Regions from separate parts of the Sus scrofa genome. Here region 2 is linked to region 1. The links are chromatin contacts, called in public HiChIP or PLAC-seq maps. All regions are on one chromosome and are shown on one strand. The core of a region is the stretch at or near the end of the contact, and the rest is flanking DNA. Distances in the headings are between cores, read along the strand shown.

Evidence for each region. HiChIP or PLAC-seq counts read pairs in DNA pulled down with a chosen protein or histone mark.
Region 2: a contact with region 1 is called in an H3K27ac HiChIP or PLAC-seq map of skeletal muscle, with 2.4 times the contacts expected there. The contact joins the promoter of LOC100620992 here to the promoter of GTF2I in region 1. A contact is called at or near these places in 2 of 2 datasets of contacts at active chromatin or transcription factors (alveolar macrophages and skeletal muscle).

Annotation. Positions count from the first base shown.
Region 1 is chr3:11,653,205-11,659,280 of Sscrofa11.1, forward strand. It overlaps GTF2I (general transcription factor II-I), which reads left to right and starts at 3,724. Exons shown (of 33, transcript XM_021086344.1): 1 at 3,724-4,026. GTF2IRD1 (general transcription factor II-I repeat domain-containing protein 1) reads left to right here. Exons shown (of 26, transcript XM_021086345.1): 26 at 1-578. The coding sequence ends at 48.
Region 2 is chr3:11,895,151-11,901,226 of Sscrofa11.1, forward strand. It overlaps LOC100620992 (general transcription factor II-I repeat domain-containing protein 2), which reads right to left and starts at 3,306. Exons shown (of 14, transcript XM_013995562.1): 1 at 2,783-3,306.

The DNA.
Region 1 (6,076 bases), core at 2,474-4,973:
CCTGCGTGGGGTGGGCAGACACGTCTGCCTGCCCCACCCATGAGCTAGTCCCTCCCCTCCCATCAGATGCTCGCAGTGCCCCCCGGGCAAGGGCTGGGGGAGGAAAAGACCTGACCTCCCTGCTCCGAAGATGCCGAGCAGACCACCAGGTTCCCGGGGCAGACAGATGCTAAGCTAATCTCTGCTCACATCACATGCCTGGGCCACAGCCCTGTGCGGTGTGGGTGTTACCCACAGTATGTAGACAAGGAAAATGAGGGTCCGAGGCCAACTGACTCTGCAGTCTCACAGCTGGTGCGTGGAGACCCCACCTCCGAAGCCCCACTGGTTCTGCCACGTGGCTGGTTTTTTCCGTCCCGCTCAAGAGCAAAACCTCATTAGCAGCACATGCCTAATGGTTTTTTTCTGATTTCAAAATAGTAGCTTTCAAATCCAAGTCCAGGAGTTCCCTGGTGGTGTAGCAGGTTGAGGATCCAACACTGTCACTGCTGTGGCTTCAGTCACTGTTGTGGTGCGGGTTCAAGCCCCAGCCCAGCAACTTCCGCTAGCCACAGGTGCAGCCAAAAAGAAAAAAAAAATTCCCGGAGTTCCTGTCGTGGCTCAGTAGAAACAAATCTTGATTAGTAACCATGAGGTTGCAGGTTCAATCCCTGGCCTCGCTCAGTGGTTAAGGATCCAGTGTTGCCATGAGCTGTGGTATAGGTCGCAGACACGACTCAGCTCCCACGTGGCTGTGGCTGTGGTGTAGGCCGGCAGCTGTAGCTCCGCCTCATCCCTAGCCCGGGAACCTCCATATGCCACGCATGCAGCCCTAAAAACCAAAAAATAAAAATAAAAAAATTTTTAAATTCCTGAGTCCAAATGTGGAGGATATTGGAACACAGTTGGAAATGATTTTAGGATGTCTTTATCCTTGAACCCCTTCCTGGAAAACTCCAAAGCTCAGGCTTTGCCTTTGTCCCTGTCTCCATGCTCACAGGGGGTCCCCAGCCCCTCCCACAGTCTAGACAGAACAGCTCTCCTGACAGCTGCTTTAGAGCTTGAGGCCCAGAGGGGCTCAGTTTCTAGAGGTTTCTGAGCCACTCCCCAGTCCCTCCGGCCCCCGAAACTGGTCTGCATGGTTAGCCCTCGGGACACAGGGGGAACCAGTCAGAAGGCTCCAGCCCAGGCCCCATGGCCACTGCGACCTGAGTGACTTTGGACAGGTCCCATCCCCTCTCTGGGCCCTGCGCAGCCTCACAATAGACAGCGTCGGAGGAGCCCTTCAGAAAGCAGCGCTGCGTGTTCTGGAGCGCCCTCCGTGTCACCTGGAGTCCTAACCCGGACGCCCTGTCCCCCTCTCTCTAGCAATGGCCAATGTACATGGTGGACTACGCCGGCCTGAACGTGCAGCTCCCGGGACCTCTGAACTACTAGACCTCAGTGCTGAATCAGGACCTCACTCAGAAAGACTAAAGGAAATGTAATTTATGTACAAAGTGTATATTCGGATATGTATCAATGCCTTTTAGTTTTTCCAATGATTTTTACACTATATTCCTGCCACCAAGGCCTTTTTAAATAAGTAAAAAAAAAAAAAAAAAAACAAACCGAACGCCTTTGTTCTTAACTGTTGTGTGTTCTCTTTCGGACTCTGGCTGCTGCCGCCGTCACTGGAACAAGGTTGGGAGACTCAGCTCAGGTGGCCTGCCCGGGCGCTCCTTCCTTGCCAAAGCAGAGGCGGTGGCCCTGACCGCTGGGCCCTGGGTACAGGCTCCATTCACGTCTCTACTCTGGGGGTCACATGGCCTCAGGATGGGGCAGCGCGGAAGGCAAAGTGCCAGGCCAGCCGCCTGGCCTCAGGGAGCACGTGGTAGGGTGGGGCCACCTGGTCTTGGTCCCAGTAACTCAGGTGAAGTCAAAAATATTACGCATGCTAAGTACGGAATCTCCATAGCTGAAGGGATGGCATCCTGGAGAAGGGGCTTGGGCTTGGGCCTGGAGGGGTCGTTGGGGTTTTGCTGGAGCTCAGGGTATTTAAGCAGAGTGATGGGGCTCAGCTGCCTCTCAGAAGGACCACTTTGGTGGCAGGAGGAAAGGATGGGACCAGAAGCAGAAAGGCCTGGCATTCGTCCGGGTCTGGCACACTGTGGCCCCTCACTCAGTTCCAGTGGGGGAGACAGGTATGGGGGCCGAGTGTCCTGACGAGGAAGGGCAAGACTCCCTGGGAGCACAGGGCAGGGCGACTCTACTTACTGCAGAGTCAGGAAATGGTCCTTGTAGTTAAGACTTGCAGGTCACCTTAGGAGTTGGCAGGACAGGAGTTCCCGTTGTGGCTCAGCAGGTTAAGAACCGGACAGAGTGTCCGCGAGGATGTGGGTTCAGTCCCTGGCCTCGCTCAGTGGGTTGAGGATCCGGTGTTGCTGTGGCTGTGGTGTAGACCACAGCTGCAGCTCCAATTTGACCCCTGGCCCAGGAACTTCCATAAGCTGCACATGCGGCCATAGAAAGACAAGAAAACAAGGAGCTGGCAGGACACAGTGGGGAGGACTGGGGCAGGACGGTGTTCTGAGGGAGCTGCACATGACTGAACCTGGGCCTCCAGGAACGAGAAGGAGTCGCTGGAGCAGAAGGACGTGCAGACAGCGGCTAGAGGTGAGGTGGAGAGGCAGGTCGGGGCAGTCAGCAGACTGTGCCCTGCACAGGGTGTAGCACTGAAGGGGTGAACGGGGTCGGGGCACAAATGCAGCCCGGGTCCTGCCGGCCCAGCCTTGTGCTCTGGAACTGAGTTGCATCCTTACTCTCACAGGTCCTGGTGGAAGAGCTCGTGGGCCGGGCAGAGGGGCTGGGGGATGGGGGCGAGAGCCACAGCACAGAGTAGCAAGGGTGACCCTTGGCCAGATCTGCATTGTGGAAGGAGCTGTCTTCCTGCCGAAAGGTGACTGACGGCAGAGGAGAGAGAAAGCTGCAGGCCGCGTGGGAGGCTCTTGACGCTGTGCTAGCAGAGCCGGCGGTGGTTTGGGCCAGGTGGAGGATAACAAGGAGGTCAGCCAACAGGACTTGGAGGTCAGCTGGATGCCAGTGCTGGGGCTGGGAGCAGTCAGGGTGACGGTGGGGTCCAGCCAAGGCCCCAGCAGGAGGCCACACTGCTTGGAGGAACTGAGTCCTGAGTCAGCGAAGTACACGATCCAAATAGTCCAGCAGCTTCTGCCAGCCCTCCAGGTCAGCTCGGTGCCCAGAGATGGGAGGCGAGGCCCTGTCCCAGCCTTCCAGACTCTGCTTCCCACTGGAAAGATGCCAGCCAGAAACCACAGACTTGGCCTGCCACACCCACCCCTTCCTTCTCTCTGCTAGTACCACCACCTCCTGCCCACATCCCAGTAGCCCAGGATCTGTCAGGGCTCTCCATGGCATTCTCAGGCCCCTGGCCCTGAGCCCAGCCAGTCTTTAATCTCTAGGATCAGGGGAGGGGCGACCCCCTGAGTTGACCACCGCCCTCAAGGCATAAGCCGCCTAGGAGATCAAGGGCAGCATTGCAGCTGCCACCTTGCTTTCCTCCCCCCTCCCCTGGCACCCAGCCTTCCCCCATCTTATCCTGTTTCTCCCTGGATTAACCCCCACCCCCACCCCCCCGCCCCGCAGCAGAGTGCCGTGCCAACGCCTCAGCCCTCCGGGTCCGTCTCGCTCCTCTGCCTGTCATCCCGCTGCTCCTTCCTCTTTCTTCCCCACGCAGCCACCAAACAGCGAGCGACTGCAGCCTGGGCACCGGCCTGGCCGCGGCCGCCCTGGGGCTTGTGCCCACCTGGCGCCCCCGCCGCCCGGCTGGCGCCTCCGGGTTGTCTAGACCGGCCCGGGCGTCCCCGCCCCCGCGCTCAGATCTGCGGCCAGAGCCGGAAGTGGCTCCTGCACTGCACGAGACGGTGCCCGGCGGCGGCGGCTGCGCGGAGAGGCGGGGACCCCCCGGGGCCTGGGGACCGGCGTGCGAACCCCGAATCTCCGCGGACTGTAGAGCCTCTGCATCTGTCATCCTCGGACGCGTGCACATAGGTGGGTTGGTGCAGCCAAACCCTCGCGCCTTGGTCCTGACCTCATTCCATAAAAGCCTGAGGGATCCCCCCCTCTCCCTAGTCAAAGCTTTTGAACCAAGAGGTAGCCTGTGTCTGTTTCCTCTCCGGTCCAGGGAGCCCTGGACTTTGGGAGGGGTGTCTGGGCTGAATACGGAGGTTGTACGCGGCCACCGCTGGCCACCCATCCCTCCCTCGACTTTCCCCCTCGCCCCCACTGCCTGCTTGCGTGGCCCACGCTGTGCCCTCCCAGCGCCCCCAGATCCCCTGGGCTGCCTTCCTAAGTATGTCTTCCCCAGCACACCCTGCCTTCTGCACAAGAGCCCAGATGCTGTTTATGCAACCTCTCCAGAATCTCAGTGTACTGTACTTTTTAAAGTGATGTGATTCAAAGCACTCATTCTTTAATTAAACTTCATTTAGCTGCCATCTGTCTGGGTTCAAAATTGGCTTCGTGTTTTGCAACTCTAAATGAGAATTGTTATTGGATTTGTAAACACATGCACCCAAAAGAAAAAAAAAATCACAAAACACTTTCAAAAGTAATAAATGAGGAATGTGCAGAAGGAATGTTAGGAGCTGCATCTTAAACGTTCTAATTGCCGGGGAATGTATTCTGGTGGGTACATAATCATTTTATATACAAATCTTTGTATAGAAATCTGGTATCAATGAAAAGATCAAGATTATAGAAAATGCCAGAATTATATTTGACTGAAAACAGTAATAAAGCAATAATCAGAGCCGGGACAAAGCGAGGGTGAGGCGGGGGGTGGGGGGGCAGCAGCTCTGGAGCACCTGTTCCCCTGCAGGGAGCCTCCCTCACCTGCCCAGCTGCCTCCCTGCCCCTGAGCTCTACTGGCAGGGGCTTCACAACAACCCTTTCAGATATAGATACACATAGACAGGTGCATTTTAAAAGCATCAAAGCTTTGTTGAGGGTCGTCTGCTGACCTCCAGAGTACAGGGTCTCCTCCCTCCCACGTGGTCCAGGCAAAGAAGGAGAAAGAAAAGATGGAAATGGATGTTAGTGCCTCTTTTAACCCTCAGGCAGTGCCTTTGTGACAGGTGAATGTGCTTTGGGGAAATGGGACTAAGGATTTTCGGAAACTAGGCACGAAGACAGAGGGGGAGCAGGGCTGTTGGCTGGTGGTCTCTGGAGGGGCAGTTCTTGTTGGCAGCGTTTCTGGGGTGATGGAGGTTGGAGGATGCAGAAGTGGGAATATGGGTGGAAGTTGAGGTGTGGATTCAAACAAGATCCCAACATCCCCCAAGACTCTCTGTGTGGTTTGGCCTCTGTCTCGTGCTTCCCTGATCTCATCTCCTGGGCGGGCCGTCTCCACCTTTCTGCCTCATGCGGTTGGGGGTCCTTTCATTTCCTCAAAACAGTCTCCCGTTCTTCCCAACTCACATGGCGGCGCCTTCTTGTTTTACCTTTCCCTGAAATGTCCCCTCATCAGAGGCATCTCCAGACCACTCAGTTGAAAGCAGATGCCCTCCTCCTCATAACTTTAAAATTTCATTTCCTTTTTAAAAAATCATGTTTAGGAGTCCCCTTGTGGCTCAGTGGGTTACGCATCCGGCATTGTTACAGCAGTGGCTTGAGGGGCTACTATGGCTTGGGTTCAATCCCTTCCTGGGAATGTTCAGATGCCATGGGCGCAGCCCAAATTTTTTAAGAAATAAATAGGTAGGCGTTCTTGCTGTGACTCAGCTGGTTAAGAACCCGACATAGTGTCTGTGAGGTTGCAGGTTCGATCCCTGGCCTCCCTCAGTGGGTTAAGGATCTGGTGTTGCCCTGAGCTGTGGTGTAGGTCGCAGGCGCGGCTCGGATCCCCCGTTGCTGTGGCTGTGACACAGGCGGGCAGCTGCAGCTTCCATTTGACGCCCAGCCCAGGAACTTCCACATGTCGCAGGTGTGGCCATAAGAAGGCAGGCAAGAAGGTCCTGTTATTACTACAGCAGACTCCACAGAAAGGAGGAGAAGGTGCGTCTTTCCTTAACTCTAAATCCTCCTTCCAGAGTTCCCTTCG
Region 2 (6,076 bases), core at 2,056-4,555, 240 kb after region 1:
CAGAGACCATGTGGCCTCAGAACTGCAAGTATTTATTATCTGACCCTTCACAAAGTAAGTCTGCCCATCCTTGGTCTAGAATTCATTTCCACCTACCACGTACAGTTTTCATCATTTGGAATGTCATCCACTCGCTGTATCAAACCTCTGGAATCTTAAAATAGAGTCCTGCTCTGTTTTAAACTGTTTCTAGATGTTCTTTCCAAAGTTAATTTTTCCCCCAGGGTCCCCGAGGCTTTGATTTTAATTAGCAAGTTCCCAAGGTGCCACCTCAGCCCAGACTTACAGTGAATGGAAACTCCAAACCCAAGCGTACTTAGTCGTCATTCAACAGAAATGTACAAAAGGTCAAAAAGTAAGAATTCCCAGTTATAAAAAAATAAGCCCTGGGGATGTGCTGTATAGCGTGACTATAGCTAATAGTACTGCACTACATTTGAAAGTTGCTGTGACAGAGATCTTACCACGAAGTAAAAAAATGTAACTATATAAGGTGACGGATATTGACTAAACTTATTGTGGTAATCATTTCACAAAACATGCATATATCAAATCGCTAGGTTGTATTCCTAAAACCAATACAATGTAACATGTCAGTATAACTCAAAGTGAAAAAAAATTCTAAAAAAAGAATAACAAATTTTAAGACAACAGGTACTCTTCTTCTGGATTGACCAGGGAGTATGGAAGAGAACTAGAAATAACAATATGTATTTTCAATGTCAAAAAGCAGAAAAAAAAAAGTCAAATTTAAACGATTAATAAATGAGTTCCCTGGAGGGCTAGTGCTTAAGAATCTAGCATTGTCACTGCTGTGGCATTGGTTCAGTCTCTGGCCAGGGAACTTCTGCATGTCGTGGTTGCAGGAAAAAAAAATGTAATAATCAAGGACTTCAGCCAAATTTAATTTTTTTTTTTTTTTTTTGGTTTTTAGGGCTGAACCTGTGGCATATGGAAGTTCCCAGGCTAGAGGTCGAATTGGAGCTACAGCTGCCTGCCACAGCCACAGCCACAGCCACACTGGGTCATCTGAAACCTACACCACAGCTCACCACAATACCGGATCCCCCATCCACTTAGCGAGGCCACTGATTGAACCTGCATCCTCATGGATACCAGTCAGATTCGTTCCCACTGTGCCACAACAGGAACTCCTAAAATGTTTTTAAATGTAATGAGCACCTGCTGTGTCAAGACATACACTGCCAGCAGGCAAGCCAAGGGGAAAACTAGGAAAAAATCCACATTCTGGGTTTCAAGTAAGACAGACTTCCACAGACACAGCAGAATAGCAGCTAATAAAAGCAAAAGGAAAGCCAGACAATCCCAAAAGTGTCCAGGGTCCTGGGTCAACAACCTGGGAATAAGGGAAGAGACTGCCCAGGCAGCAGGTGTGGGCAAAGACCCAGAGCTCCCGGCAGCAAACGGGGGTGGGGTCGCTAAACCGCCCCAAATGGATTCACATCTGCAGTAGCCTGGCGCCAAGCCCTGTGTCTTCTGAAGGCACACAGATCAAGCCTCCCTCTCCAGAGGGAAGAAAAGAGAAGGGTTGCTCAGTTCTTCAGCTGCAGCCGTGAGCAATATCCACTGTGCCAATTTCCAATCTTATATCTAAACATCTGTTTACTTCAAATTACCAGCACAAAACTAAAACGTGATATTTTTGGCTCAGGAGTTCCACTCCTTGGTATGTATCTAGGAGCTCAAAACAAACCATCCACGCAAAAAAAGTGAACACGGATGTTCACAGCGGTATTCATAATAGCCAAAAAGTGGTAAAAATCCAAAAACATTCATCAATTGAGGGAAAATGGAAATGGGGTATACCCATTGAATGGATTATTATTCAGCCATAAGAAGGAAGCAAAGAAGCCAGATCCAAGAGACTCCCTTTGATGATTCTGAGCTTAGGAAATGCTGGAATAGGCAGAGCCATCGGACAGAAAATACTTCGCTGTGTCCAGGGCTGGGATGGGAAAAGAAAATGACTGCCTAACGGAAATGGATTTTCTTTTTGGGTGATGAAAACATTCTGGCATTAGTGGTCATGGTCGCGCAACTCTGTGAATAAACAAAAAATCCGCTGGATTATACACTTTGCAAGTGTGGATTTCATGGCATTTTTCAATAAAGCTGTTATTTTGTTTGAAAGGTGGGAAATATAGTCCCGCAAGTCTTTTTTTCTCTTTTATCTCTAAATCATAATCTGAGGGATTCTAATCTAGGGCCAGAAGCTCATCGTCCGGCCTCTGAATTAGTTTTATGCCCACAGACAGGCCGCTACTGGGTGCCCGACTGAGCCCACCCAGGACAAAACCCAGCGGGTGGGCCAGTCGTTGCGGTGGAGCAGGGCGCGGTTACTAGGCAACAGCGGCCGCCCCGCCCCGCCCCGCCCCCCCAATTAACCAATCAGGCTCGCCCGCACGCAGCGGTGTACTCCCAAGTACGCCAGCCGGAGCTTGACCTCACGCACTCCGGGACCCAGAGAGCCCAGAACCGGCAGCCCCCGCCCCCACCGCTTTCGCTCAGCCAATCAGAAGGGAGAGTGATGCGCGTTCTGTGCGTGCGACCGCGGCCCCCGCGCCGGGGCTTTCCCGCCCCACCCCCACTCCGCGGGCCCTGCCCGTGGGGAGCCGGTTCCGGGCCCCGTCGGGCGGGCGGGGAAGGGGGCTGCAGCCGCGCGCTTCGGAGGGCAACCTACCCTCCGCCACGCCCGCGAGTAGAGAGTTCCAAGCAAAGCACCCGCTCTTAATGGCGGCTGCGGCAGGGGCGGGGTACGCACCTGAGGTCCCCGCCGGCGGGCAGCGCCCTGCCGGTCGCGGGGTCCGAGGGCTGGGCCACCCGGGAGTGGCGGGGGGCCGAGGGCGGCGGCCGTGACCGCGATGAGGCGAGGACGCTGCGTGTGGGTGGCGGCCGAAGCCCTGCGCTCCACTATCCCTCCTTTTTCTCTTTCTTTTCCCTTTTTTTTTTTTTTTTTTTTTTTTTTGGCTTCCTGGAAGGCAGCCTTGACTCGTGTGTCCGCAGCGCCCCAAGTGGGAGTTGCCGTTTCCGGTGCCATGAAATCCAGTTCGCTGCACAGTTTGCTGGAAGGCTCTCAGTCCCCTTCTGCTCTAGGCCAGCCGTGCTCATCCATCCCCGGCCTTTGATGAGTGGCTGCAGGTGTCTGGTCTCACGCCGTGATACCGCCCTCAAACATGGACATACTCTCTTGCTGTTATTTAATATGATACTCATTAAATTGCAGTTTGTAGCTTTAAAGCGGTGAGGTCACAATTCCAGTGATCGGTGAATCTGCCTTAAAGCCCTGGAGTTATTTGTTAACTGACCTTTTGATGGGGTCATTGGCATTGCCAACCAATCATGAGCTGTCCATCAGGTGGTGCTGGCGTTCCAGCAAACAGTTGAATATGACTATAGTGTTATCTAATCAAACTTAAGTTACAGATTTATTTTAAATATACCAAAAGGAGAATAAGATAATAGAAATATTTACCTGTTGCTCAGATTTAACGTAGTGTGCCTTACTTCTTTTTCAGCCATGCTCGCAGCTAGCAGAAGTTTCTGGGCCGGGGATCCAACCCCTACCATAGGAGTAATCAGAGCCACAGCAGTGACAACGTGGGGACCCTTAACCCTCTGAACCACCTGGGAACTCAGTGTATATTTGAGTTGATACATTGTTTGAACTCATAGGCAGCAGCACTGATTGTAACTCATGTCTGAAAGGAAGCGTAGCTAACACTAGTATTTTCTACATAAGGCACATCATAGCCTTCTTGCGCTTAGAAACACAGGTAGCACTTAAGTACTATATTTGATGACCATTTTAAACAGCAAAATCACACACACACACACACACGCATGGAAGCACAAAATGTGGAAAATGAACATTAAATAGACCCAGAACAGGATACTCGTTTCCTATGTTAGACCTGAAACGAGTGTCACCTCATTCTACTTCAGCTGGGAACATGTAGGGCAGGCAGAACAACTTGTTTTTGCCACTGCTGTGTCTGCAAGATCGGGGAAAGGAAGGTGAGTATTGCTTTTTAAATTTACCTATAAATTATAGTGAGTAGGTGAATTCACAAATATGAAATTAGCAAATAATAAGGATTGACTTTTGTTGTTGCCCAAAACAATGGGAGTGTAAAACTCTCATACTTAAAAATGTAACCTGGAGGGGAGTTCCCATCGTGGCTCAGTGGTTAATGAATCCGACTAGGAACCATGGGGTTGTGGGTTTGATCCCTGGCCTTGCCCAGTGGGTTGGGGATCCGGTATCGCCGTGAGCTGTGGTGTAGGTTGCAGACATGGCTCAGGTCCCACGTGGCTGTGGCTCTGGCGTTGGCCGGTGGCTACAGCTCCGATTCGACCCCTAGCCTGGGACCCTCCATATGCTGTGGGAGCGGCCCGAGAAATGGCCAAAAAGACAAAAAAAAAAAAAAAAAAAGTAACCTGGAAACAATTTTCTTTCTTTTTTTTCTTTTTTGGCCACCCCATGGCATTTGGAATTCCCAGGCCAGGGATCATATCTGAACCACACCTGTAACCTACGCCGAAGCTGGGGCAACACTGGATGCCAGGCTTAACCCAGTATGCCAGGCTGGATATCTAACCTGCGTCCTGGCACTGCAGAGATGCTGCCGATCCCATTGTGCCACAGCGGAAACTCCTGGAAACAACTTTCTAATCTGCTTTAAAATCTTGTATAGGAAGAATTTTGGTGTTTTGAACCATTTGTTAAAAGTGTGAAAATACAGGCGTTCCTGTTGTGGCTCAGTAGAAACAAGTCGGACTAGTATTCACGAGGACATGGGTTCAATCTCTGGCCTCGCTCAGTGTGTCAGAAATCCGATGTTGTGGTGAGCTGTGGTGTATTTCACAGACCAGCCCCAGATCCTGTGTTGCAGTGGCTGGGGTGTAGGTCAGCAGCTGTAGCTCCAGTTTGACCCCTAGCCTGAGAATTTCCATATGCAGCTCTAAAAAGCAAAAAAAAAGAAAAAGAAAAAAGAAAAAGAAAAAACTGAAAATACACATTTTGTTATTGGTTTGAAAGAACGACTGATTGACAGCAAGAGTTGGGTATATGTACCACCTCTTCCTCTCTCTTGAATCCGTTCCATTAAACCCCCATAACTCCACTAAAGTCTTTTCCACGGTCACAAGGGACCACCACCTGGCGGCAGTCATTTTTCAGTCTGTGAATCACTTGATCGGCGTTTGACAGCCAGTCACCACATCCTCTTTGAAACACATCTGGATTTGTCAGATACCATTCCGGACTGCTGTTCTGCCTCTTCTTCTGACTGCTTTTCTTACTCTGTGGCAGGTCCTTCTTCCCACCCACCCCCAACCTTTCCATAGTGCCGTATCGGGATTTAGTCTTGGTCTCTTTCTCAGCTGCTCTCATTCCCTAGAAAACCTCATCCAGTCTTGGGGCCTTAAATCCCATGGGTAAGGGTTTTGACTGTCAAGTATGCCCATTTTCAGCCCAGCCAGGTCCCCCCACTCCCAGTCTGTATAAGCACCTGCCTGCTTTGAGATATTCACTTGGGGGATGAGTATGTGTCTCAAACAGAACATGTCCTGCCCTCTGCCCAGGTCCTCCTGCTTCTCAGTTAATGAAACTCTTCCCGTACCCAGGCCCCAGCCCTGGAAGCATCCGTTCCTTCTCCCGTGGCCCACAGGCATCAGACAATCCAGTCAGTTCCAGCGCTACCCAGACTCCGCCACTGTCTCACCACCACCACACTCGTCCAAGCCAACACCATCTCTGGCAGTACCTCCCACTCGATCGTCCTAATTCTGCCTTAATCCTCTTCAGGCTATTCTTAACACGGCAATCAGAAGAATTCTCTGATTTGTAACTCATTTCACTCCTCTGCTCAAAACTGTCCCTCTCACCCCATCCTGACTTACGCTTCTGGCCAAGATGAAGTAACACGTATTGGATTTATCCTCTTGCCTGATGTGGCTGAGAAACCAACAAGCAAAATACATGATGATGAGGAAAAATTATGAGCAAGTTTCTGGCACTGAATTTACCCATTTAAAAGAAATGGACAAAATCCTG